2 separate regions of the Rattus norvegicus genome follow, and region 2 is linked to region 1. The links are chromatin contacts, called in public Hi-C maps. All regions are on one chromosome and are shown on one strand. Each heading gives the region's core, a stretch centred on a gene start, on an enhancer-like site or on the middle of the called end of the contact. The rest is flanking DNA. Distances are from core to core; before and after follow the strand shown. Region 1 overlaps Dlgap1 (DLG associated protein 1). Region 2 has its middle 55 kb from the start of Tgif1.

Region 1 (5,312 bases), core at 2,307-4,806:
CAAGTTTAGTTTCTGTTCTACAGTCAGAAAACTTCATTCCACAGAGCAGAAGTATTCCAGGGAATAGAACTGGGCTCAAGAAAAACATGGGTTGTTCTCTTTAAAGATACTTTCCTTTTATCTTTAAATACTAGGGGGCTGGAGAGATAACTCAGCAGTTAAGAGCTCTGTTGCAAAAAAAAAAAAAAAAAAAGCGGGTTGGGGATTTAGCTCAGTGGTAGAGCACTTGCCTAGGAAGCGCAAGGCCCTGGGTTCGGTCCCCAGCTCCGAAAAAAAAAAAAAAAAAAAAAAAGAGCTCTGTTGCTCTTGTAGAGGACCTGGGTTTGGTTCCCAGCACCATCCATAATGGCTTACAACATCCATAACTGTAGAAAGTCCAATGTAATGCAGAGACATACATGCAGACAAAACACTCAGACACAAAAATGAAATAAATCCAATAAAATAAAGGTATGAAGTAAGGCACGAACAGGGTCAGCACAGGGTTGCAGAAGTGTCAGCCCCCTAGCCCCCACCCCCACCCCCGTCACCAGACCTATGACAGAGCGTGATGGTGCTAAGTGGCCAGCAGAGGGAGCTGCTTACTGATTGTCTTCTGAGAAGCAAAGAGAAGGCTACCCCTTCAAGGGCACTTGACCCCACCCACCATGTGGGTCCTCCCACATCAGTCACTAACTAAAAAAATGCCCTAAGCTGGATCTTATGGAGGCATTTTCTCTACTGAAGTTCCCTTTCAGATGACTCTAGCTTGTATCACACTGGCATTAAACTATCCAGGACAGGAACACTTACCTAAGCCATAGCAGGGGACATAGCAGGTGATAGGAAGGAGGGTGGGAAGATGTAACTCCGTTGATAAAGTCCTGAAGTTCAACACCCAGCACCAAACAAACCAGAACCCATGTGATGCCAGTACTTGGAAAATAGGGAGAGGAAGGAAGGTCAGAAGTTCAAGGTTATCCTCAGCTACAAAGGAAATTTGAGGCCAGTCTTCGACATATGAGACCCTATGCCCAAAAACGACAGTAACAATAAAAGGTCCGGAGATGTGGTTCACTGTGGAGCGCTTACCCAGCATACCTGGCCCTGAGCTCCATCCCTCATACTACAAATTACATAGAGAGAAACACACAAACACAATCTCAAGGCCACTTTTGGGTACCTCCGAGAGATGAGTTGTTAGTTGTTAGTAGTATCAGTTTCGTAGAATTCACATCTGTAAAGTTCACCTTTTCAAGGTAAATGATTCAGGGAGCTGGAGAGAGGGCTCGGTGGGTAACAGCACATGCGAAGGTATAGAATCTGGGTCCCGGCACCTGGGACGGGTGGCTTGTAAATACCTATAACTCCAACCTCAGAGAATCTAACCCTCTCTTCTGGACGCAGTGGCCACCTACACTCATGCACACATATACCCACAGAGAGACACAAACACATACACGCATGTACGTAATTAAAAATTAATGTGTTTAAGTATATGTATATGTAATATATATATATATGTATATACATATACATATATATATATATATATATATATATATATACACAATTGCCAAGTTGTACAAACACCTCCATGACCTAAAACTGAACATCTCCCTATAACACTCTCTGCCGGCGGTTCCCAACCTTTGGTCGTGACCCTCACTGGGGTCACATATCAGATATTTACATTATGATTCATGACAGTAGCAAAATTACAGTTATGAAGTTGCAATGAAATAACTTTATCGTTGGAAGTCGCCTCAACATGAGGAACGCTGTTAAAGGGTCGCAGCATTAGAAAGGTCGAGAACCACCGCTCTATCCCAACCCAGACCTAGTGTCCCTAATAAATATTAGGAGCCTCTACCGTAAAGAGCTTAAAGCCAGACACTTTCTACTGTGAATGCTTAACATTTCCCCAAACCTAATCTCCTGGAAGACAGTCTGTTTATGTAGCCGATGACTGACTTGGTGGCTTTGGTCCCCCCCCCTCCCCCCCAGGAGCCGGAAGCAGATCATTGACAGTTGCTGCCCTGAAGAAGTTGACACATAGGAAGCAGTGAGCTTCACCTGTGCCAAGTGCCTCAGCTGAAACAACCACTTCTTAACACCATTCCTCAGCCACTCCACCCAACACAGTCACAAGCACACACTCAACACCAATGGCAGACACTGCGAAAGAAAAGGCCACTCAGCTGCACAAGAACTTGATCTCCAAAGCAAATGGGTGGGAGCACGTTAGCTCCTTATACAAAATATGTTTATACGTGTGTGTGTTTATACATATAAATGTGTATATTATATATGAGACAGACAGAGACAGGCAGAGAGAGAGAGAGAGAGAGAGAGAGAGAGAGAGAGAGAGAGAGAGAGAAGCCTAGAACCCACTGTATATCCTTGAATTTAATTTGATCCTCCTGCCTCAGCCTTTTGAATGGTGATATCACAGGCAGGAGCTATGATGCTCAGCCTGTAGTTTCTCATGAAATCAGTCATCATAAATTTGATGGGTATGTGATTCAGGGTACTGTGCATCCAAGCAGCAGGTACAGGTACCAAGTTCTGCTTGCAAGACAGGGATGAGAACTGGGCTTCCCACAGACATTACCTCATGGCCTCAGCAGGGGGAGCAGAGGCTCTTTGCCCACAATTCACAGCCAGAGCCTCCCGGCTGGTTTTCCCTTTTGTGTTCTGTGTGTGGTAGGTGGACTTTCCGCTGTGAGCATCCGTGGGGACTTTTAGAACCGGAAGGAGGGTGCAGGGAAAGCCAGACTGCATGTTTCTTAATATTTGAGTTATTTTTCTCCTTGGGTGAAGTGGCCCAGCTCTCCTTCTAGTTAGGGCAGTGGCTCTCAACCTTCCTAAAGCTGGGACCCTTTTAAAACAATTCCTCATGTTGCTGTGATTCCCAACCCTAAGATTATTTTCTTTGCTACTTTGTAACTGTAAATTTGCTACTCTTAGGAATCATGATGTAGGTATCTGTGTTTTCCTAAGGTCTTAGTTGATTACTTTGGAAGTGTCATTCTAACCCCAAAGGGGTCTACACCCATATGTTTGGAACCACTGAGTTAGACAGAGGAAGCCGAATAAAACTGAGTTTAAAGTGCAGTTAAACTTTTATACCTGCTAGTTCCCTTCGTTCTCTGACCGTGGGTGGAAGATGAATCCTAAGAAGTTAAATTCTTTAGGGAAGAATGGACGGGCTTGTAGAACAGAGGGGATAGCCTGGGAGAGTTGGGTGGTAAGTGTCCTGCAAAAAAAAAAAAAAAAAAAAAAAGTCCTATAGCTCAGGGAAAATGACACAGCAGGACGGAACCTGCCAGCTGAGCAAAGCTGTCAACTTTGAAATCCCAGAGGCCCACCCAGCCCTTCCGGTTTCCTGGAATGCTGTCCTTGTCACGTGTTGGTTGAGGAAAAACCCTGCAACATCGACGAGAAAGCCAGAGTGACCCTCATCTGCCACCAGGGGGCAGAGAAACAGAGTGACTCGAACAAAGACACACACAGGCCAGGCTGAACCCCAGAGTCAAGGACACGCAGTGGTAGCCAGTTTCTGGCTCGCTTAGCCCAAGTAGACGCAGTGCTACCAGGTTACAAGAGCCCACTGTCTCACAGCCCAAGGCTGACGCACTACCACACAGGCCAACAAGTTCAGTTGTATGTCATGAGGAAGGTGGGACTGAGGTGACTCAGAAAAAAGCTGTTTTCCCCAACCCTGGCGTTCGGTTAATCTCATTTCAAACACTGTCACTCACCCAGAAAGATCTCAGCCTTACTTCCGCCACTGGAGCCCTGGAATGTGGCAGCAGCTGTCAGGGTGATGTGGAGGCCCAGCTGAGGTGGAGGGAGGAAAAGTACCACTCATGGGTGGTCAGAGGCGTGGAAACAGTGAGGAAACCCACGATTGCTACTCAGTCAGGTCCAGTATCCCCCACCTTACTAAGAACGCTGCATTAGGTGGAAGCCACCTGAACCCTACTTTTCTTCATGTGATGGAATGAAACCCAAGGCCTTTTGCATGCTAAGCAAGTGTTTAGACTGCACTCCCAGCCCTGATGTGTTTTAGGTGCTGCTGGTACTGAGTTTCTTCATGGATGTGTGAACAGAAGACTCTCTAGGGTTGGGAGGTGTGGTTCAGGGGTAGAACACTCACCTAGAATGTGCAAGGTTTTTGGAGCTCAGCGTTACAGAAAAGACAAAGGAAGAAAGGGAGAAGAGAGAGAGATTCCTCATGTATATGAATGTAAGCGTCTATAGGGATCATGGATGCAAACAAAGCTTGGGGATTGAGGACTGATGTTAGCCTGTACAAACAAAAACACTAGTAACCGTGGCTACTTAAGTAGTGTTAGCCTCTGGGGTCTCCGTTTAAACCTAACGATTCCATCGATTCCATCGGGGCAGTGCCTTCCGCACAGCCACTGTACAGATGAGAACTCAGAGCCTACCCAGCTGTGATCACTGATATGAAGCAGCCAGTTCCAAGATTCTAATCAGTGTCTGTGTGATTTGGCCTTCAAGCCAGGGCTGGAGGAATGACCTCATGGGTGTGTTGAAAGTGGGATCTTTCCAACCAGCCAGAGAAGGGCTGTCACAGGCAGCAGAGAGAGGGAAGAGTGGAGAGTAAATGTATCCCTTCTGCCTGACCATATATAAATTAATTAATTCATACTGATGAATCTATTTGATATAATATTTATTTATTATAAGCCTATATTTATGCATTATGTACATATATATCTGTATATACGGATGGATGGATGGATGGATGGATGGATGGATGGATGGATGGATGGATGGATAGATGGATGGATGGACAGGTGGATGTAACTGAAATAACCCAGTCACGAAGGGGACAGATAATGTTACAGTTAAAAAAGGGGGAGGTGGGGGTTCGGTCCTCAGCTCCGGGGGGAGGGGAAGATCTTGTAAAGAGAATAGAATCTATGGACTGTGTAACCATCTAACCTTCCAACTGGTCCAGGTTCTTCACTTGGCCAAAAGACCATCCCTAGGAAAACAGCCTCACCTTAACCCATGCTAGAGAGAGAGGTGGAATAATTAGTCCTTTAATGAGATTCTGTGCTTCTCCTCTCACCGTCCCTAGTGCAATAGCTTGCTGGCTCCAGGCATGTAGCTTGTAAACCTTCAGAATTATTTGGAAAATTCGGACTTTCCCTTTCCTTCCTCCTATCTCTTCTCTAAAGCCTCCTTCTAGGCCGTGTTGCTGCTCTTTCACCACCTGTCTGACCTCCATTCCGCCCTCCATGGGAATGGGCTTTTTTCTCTATTACCGCCTGTGGGCAGCTGGCCCACACTGTTTT
Region 2 (5,212 bases), core at 1,335-3,834, 160 kb after region 1:
GCAGGTTATGACATAAGCAATTTCGAGGTCCCTGAGGGCAGGCCAGCGGAATCACCTGTAAGCTAATCTCCTGCATGGGGGTAAGTGGCCCAGAAGGCATGAGAGCTGACTCCACCTCCTGCTGATGGGTGCATTGAGTGGCCTAGCAGGAGCAGTGTTGGTAAGCTAGTCCTATGATGTGGTTACAAAGCTTGCCCTAGTAGTGTGGACTGACCAGCTCGGCTGCAGGCCTTTGACTCAGAGCCCACCCTATCTATGATCTGTTGGGTTTCGTGAAAGCGTGGGTCCTGAAGATCCAGAGCTGCAGGATTCCATGACACAGGGTAACAACAGGATAACTGGGAGGAGCGCCAATGAAGATCCAATACTGATGGTGTCACAGATGCCAGAGATCCCGAACCAGACCAATGACTCATTGCAATGAACAATCTGCTGGTGAAGATGTGTGGACGGAAGGGTATATTGTGGGACACACTGTGACACACTGCAGATTCCACGATGAGACGTTTTCTATGCTTTGTTTTATTTTGCTTGTTTACTTATTTGTGTGGCTTTTATCTTGGGGGAAGTTGCAAGGGCAGAAGGTGGATATGAGGGGGCAAGGAGATGACAGGGGCTGGGACGCATGGAGTGAAACTCATAATCAATAGAAAGTTTTAACAACAACGGCAACAAAAACGATAGGCTCGAAGTGGTTTGCAAAATAATGAAGAATATAAACATCCTCAACAGGAAAGTAACAAACTCAACCCAAGCTCCCCGGAAAGGATTGCACAGCATGATAGACGAGAGTTCACCCCAGGAGAGCCAGGTAATGTAACATCCAGAGCTTAACCAGTGCCACACACCACATTCACACAGGGTGTGAGAAAGAGTCAGTATTCACCCACAGACAGACAGGTGGAGCAGCTGTCCTCCCCACTGTGCGCGTGCGCGCGCACGTGTGTGTGTGTGTGTGTGTGTGTGTGTGCTCGAGTGCAAGCGCGTGGGTGCACATGCACTCGTGCACGTGAATGCATTGAGTGTGCGTGCATGCGTGTTTGTGTGTGCATGTGTGTGAGTGCATGAGTGTGTGCATGTCCATGTGCACATATGTGTGTGTGCGCTAATGCTTGTTCAGTATCCTGCCCACCAAACCAATGAAGTTCGGATACTTGTCACAGCTGTGTAATACGAACATTAGGCTAAGTGAAAGAAGCTGCGTGTTAGGATTCTCCAGATGGGAGATTTCCAGGATGGCAGACTGATGCAAGCATTGGGCAGTTGCCAAGGGCTCAGAGGTACTGGAGGACTGCCTGATGGTTTTGAAGTCCTTTGGAAGTAACAATGTTTTGAAGCATTTAAAATGGTGGACCGCAGATGAGTGAGATTGTTCAGCAGATAAAGGTGAAGTTATTGTGAAATACCTTCACAAAAGGGGAGGTCAAGCTGATGGATCTGTTGATTCTCAGTTGCCTTTGCTCAAAATAATCCTTTTACCAAAGTGGTATATTTTGGGGTCTTCATAATCAGACTCATTTCAAGATATGGTTTATACTGAGATATTAATATGATTTACAGAGAGTAAGTTTCAGTTCTAGCCACCAAGCTCTCTCTTCTATCTATCTATCTATCTATCTATCTATCTATCTATCTATCTAATCTATCTATCTTAGGTAGCCCTGGCTGTCCTGGAACACACTATGTAGACCAGGCTGGCCTCAAACTCACAGAGATCTGCCCACCTCCTGAGGTCTGGGATCAAGGACGTGCATGCGTGCGTGCAGCACAGCACCCAACCTCACACCTCAATTTCCATTTAAAAGAAACAAATCTCCAGACCAGACAGAATCTCTGTTCTAACCCCCTAGGAATATCCCTGCAGACAGAGGCTGAAAGAAACCTCAAACCTATGAGGTGATGCAGCCTCCAGAATGGTCCTCACAGCAGGTGCCCCCACCCCCACCCCCAGGTCACTAGCAGAGCTGGTAGTTCCACTTAGAGCTTCTAGAGTCAGTTAAGAGAGAGACTCTTCAAAGGCAGGCACGCTGGGCGGAAGAAAATCACTACTTCCAAATTTAATGTAACGCACTTGAACAAGTTCCTTCATATCTCACTGGTGAAAGGACGGTTAAAAGTCTACACCCACAGAGTCCAGGTCGACTCTGAGAAACCTATGTGCTTATGTTCTGTTCTGCAAGCATCCTCACTGGTAGAAAGCACCAGGTGAGGGAGGTATAGAAATTTGTGTTTATCATTCAGGACCCCTAAACATGCTAAAGGAACGTGGCAAAGGTGAATTTTACGAGAGATGACTTATTGTTAACAGTTTTTTACACAGAGAGCTCATCATTTACAGCATCATCACGTATCCCCCAGCCGGCAAGCCCTAAGAGCTCAGTGAACACTCTGTGCCTTGAGTGGGTGGTGGGAGGCGACCTGCCATGAACATAGAGGGCTGCCCTGCTTTGGGGAGCGCTGTCCACTGGGCTGGGCCGAGATGGAACTGGAAAGCAGGCAGGAAGGGGAAGTCTGGCTCCGGCTGTTCCTTCCAGAGTAGCCCTGGGCCCAACATGAATTCCCCAGCTTGAAAAGGCCAGCGTGAGTCATAAGTCCCACCCTTAACCTGCCTTTTGAGATGCTGGGGCAAGCAGGGGCAGAGAGTGTCTGCACTCTGTACAGACTGAGGAGGCAGGCAGCAACAGGGAAGCGCCTACAAAGGATTTAATAGCAGCATTGGCTGGCACCTGTAATCCCAGCAATTGGGAAGCAGAGGCAGAAAATTGGGAGCTCCAGGCCAGCCTGAGCTACACAGAAAGACAACCTCAGAGCAAGCAAACAAACAAAAAACCCGCAAGAAACAAAATCAAGAGGAGTTTAATTCTGTGTCCTCAGAGAACATTTAGAGCTAAATGAAGACCTAGACACGGACAAGTAGAGGGACTTGTTGTTTTAGCTAAGCCCCAGACATGACCTGAGACCCCGTAATAGCTGAACCCTAGCAAGTATGCCAATGGCAGTGACTCGTTAGAGAAAAGCCCTAGTCCAAATCCAAAGTCATCCAGAAACTGAAACTTAAAAATGACTCCAATCTCGGGTAAGTTTGAATGTTGGGCATTGGGTGTGGAGACATACATCTGTAATGTTGGCCCTTGGGGGTCGGACACAGGAAGACAAGGAGTTTGAGGGCAGCTTAAGCTACGTGAGGCGATGCCCTTACCCCAAAGCATGATGCCTCCTGTCTTGGGCTTCTTTTTGTAAACAGTCTGAACCTAGGAGTGATGTGTGTATGTACTTACGTATGTGTTTGGACTTACTGGACTGGCTTTCAAGACCACAGATGCAGGAAGTTCCACTCTACAAGCTACTAGTGTGAATCCATCTAAGAAGTGGCAAGCTACCACCAAGGAGGCAAGGCTGCAGCCCACAGGCAGAGGCAACAACCTCAAGTACCAGTGGGCACCGGTAGGAATTTCAGAGACCAAGGAAACCTGAGTCTGAAAACTGAGATCAGCAGTGGCAGATGATGGCTAACTCGGAGAGAATCTTCCTGGGTCCACCCCGTCCACACCGGGTGCAGTTCTCTCCCACTCAGTTGGCTCTCGCTCTGGAAACACGCTCACTGACGTGCCCAGAAGTGAATTACGCCCTACCTTTACGCATCACTTGATCATGTCAACACCCACCACCACCACCACCAAATTAGCCACCACATGACTAAAACTGCATAAATCCCATTCACAATGGTTAAAGCGTCTTCATCCAAATGAGTTCAGCAGATTCGTCTTCCTTTCCACCCTCTGCACATGCATGGGAGGCTTACAGTCCCTCTGACATTCCGGTGTGGCTAAATGACTTACTTTGCCTCTCCTAAAGCAGAAGCGTGACGTGAGCGAGCAGAGTCCCCACTTAACCATTCTTGAGAGCACAGCAAGAAACAAACCTGCAAGGAATAGGCCACCGTCCACCTACACACTCCATTCTTCCTTGTATCCGTATAGAACCTGATGAGGTAGGTCTATAGCACAGTCACGAATAAGGAAACCAGGCTGTGTTTGTGGCTAACGCAACCCCAGAGCCGCTCCACATGTTAGTGGGCAATTGATCTGGGGTGATCCAGGCTAAGGGGGAAACCACACATCTGCTTGAAGAACAGAATGAGAGGAGAATGTAAGATATCCCATCAGTGATCCATGTCGGACTCGGGGGGTGTAACTCAGTGGTGGAGTGCACGTTTACAGGCAGAAGACACTGAGTTTAGTCCCGAGCACAATGAAGGCAGTGTAGTGTGTAGTGGGGAGCTGGAGAAATGGCCTGGTGGTTAAGAGTGCACGCTGCCTTTGCAAGAAACTGGAGTTTGATTCCCCTGCATCAAGTGGCTCACAAAACCCTGAAACTCAAGAGCCAAGAAATTCACTGCTCTCTTCTGGCCTCCTCTGGCACTGCATTCAGGTACCCAAACCTCAGATACATGCATATACATATAATTAACAGTAAGAACAGCCAGGGTGGGGGTGGGTGGGTCTTTGTGAGCTGGAGGCTAGCCAGAGCGATCTTGTGAGAACTCTCAAAAATTTTCAAATTTTAAGTCTTTATGTGTATATCCATTATGTGATGAAGTAACATTCTAAACACATTGGGTTAAGCTGAACACCATCTTAAAATTAACTTCACCTATTCTTGCTTTTAAAACTAGAGCTACTGAATATAGACAATTAGGTAGTCAGCTTGCATTTATAAGCTGTGTTGTGCTTTCATTGGCCGGAACTGGCTTACAGGTTACATGCTGGGAAGGCAGGGGCCAGTTCTTCTGAATCTAAATGCAGTATTTCTGTAGCATATCACTCCCCCAAGAGGGCCAACTGCCCTGCCGAAGGCACCGTGGCTGCCTGCACATCCACATTTCCATATTCATGGATCCACACGGCGGATATTTTTGTACTGTTACTGTGCATGAAGCTCTGTAGGAGGGACTATGATTTTTGCTTTGCTCTGAACTCAGAGTCCTGCTGAAGCAAAAGTTTTGTGCTTGGAAAGTTGATCAACAGCCAAGTTTGGGAGCGAATGAGATGCTCATGCCTTTCAAAAGGGGGAAATATGAGCTGAGCTCAGGGAGTAACGAAAAGCTATTGAAGAGCGCAAGGCCCAACTTTGAAATGCAGTTTGCACCCAAGATTTGCTGAACAGTAGCGGTCCACGGAAGCTCTACGTGTGTGAGTCAGCTCAATTCTAA

Evidence for each region. A called contact is a pair of places that touch in the nucleus more often than the background predicts.
Region 2: a Hi-C map of the A7r5 cell line shows a contact between it and region 1, with 3 times the contacts expected there. The contact joins two enhancer-like sites.

Annotation. Positions count from the first base shown.
Region 1 is chr9:118,092,160-118,097,471 of GRCr8, forward strand. The region is part of intron 7 of Dlgap1 (DLG associated protein 1); the gene reads left to right. The region is part of intron 2 of LOC102555426 (a long non-coding RNA gene); the gene reads right to left. Among named protein-coding and RNA genes, the nearest start is that of Tgif1, 110 kb to the right of the region's middle. Within about 2 kb of position 3,557, at least 26 of the 93 cell types and tissues checked have an H3K27ac peak or open chromatin away from gene starts, as enhancers often do. A contact at or near this core is called in the A7r5 cell line, where this site is marked.
Region 2 is chr9:118,257,202-118,262,413 of GRCr8, forward strand. No RefSeq gene overlaps it. Among named protein-coding and RNA genes, the nearest start is that of Tgif1, 55 kb to the left of the region's middle. Within about 2 kb of position 2,585, at least 3 of the 93 cell types and tissues checked have an H3K27ac peak or open chromatin away from gene starts, as enhancers often do. A contact at or near this core is called in the A7r5 cell line, where this site is marked.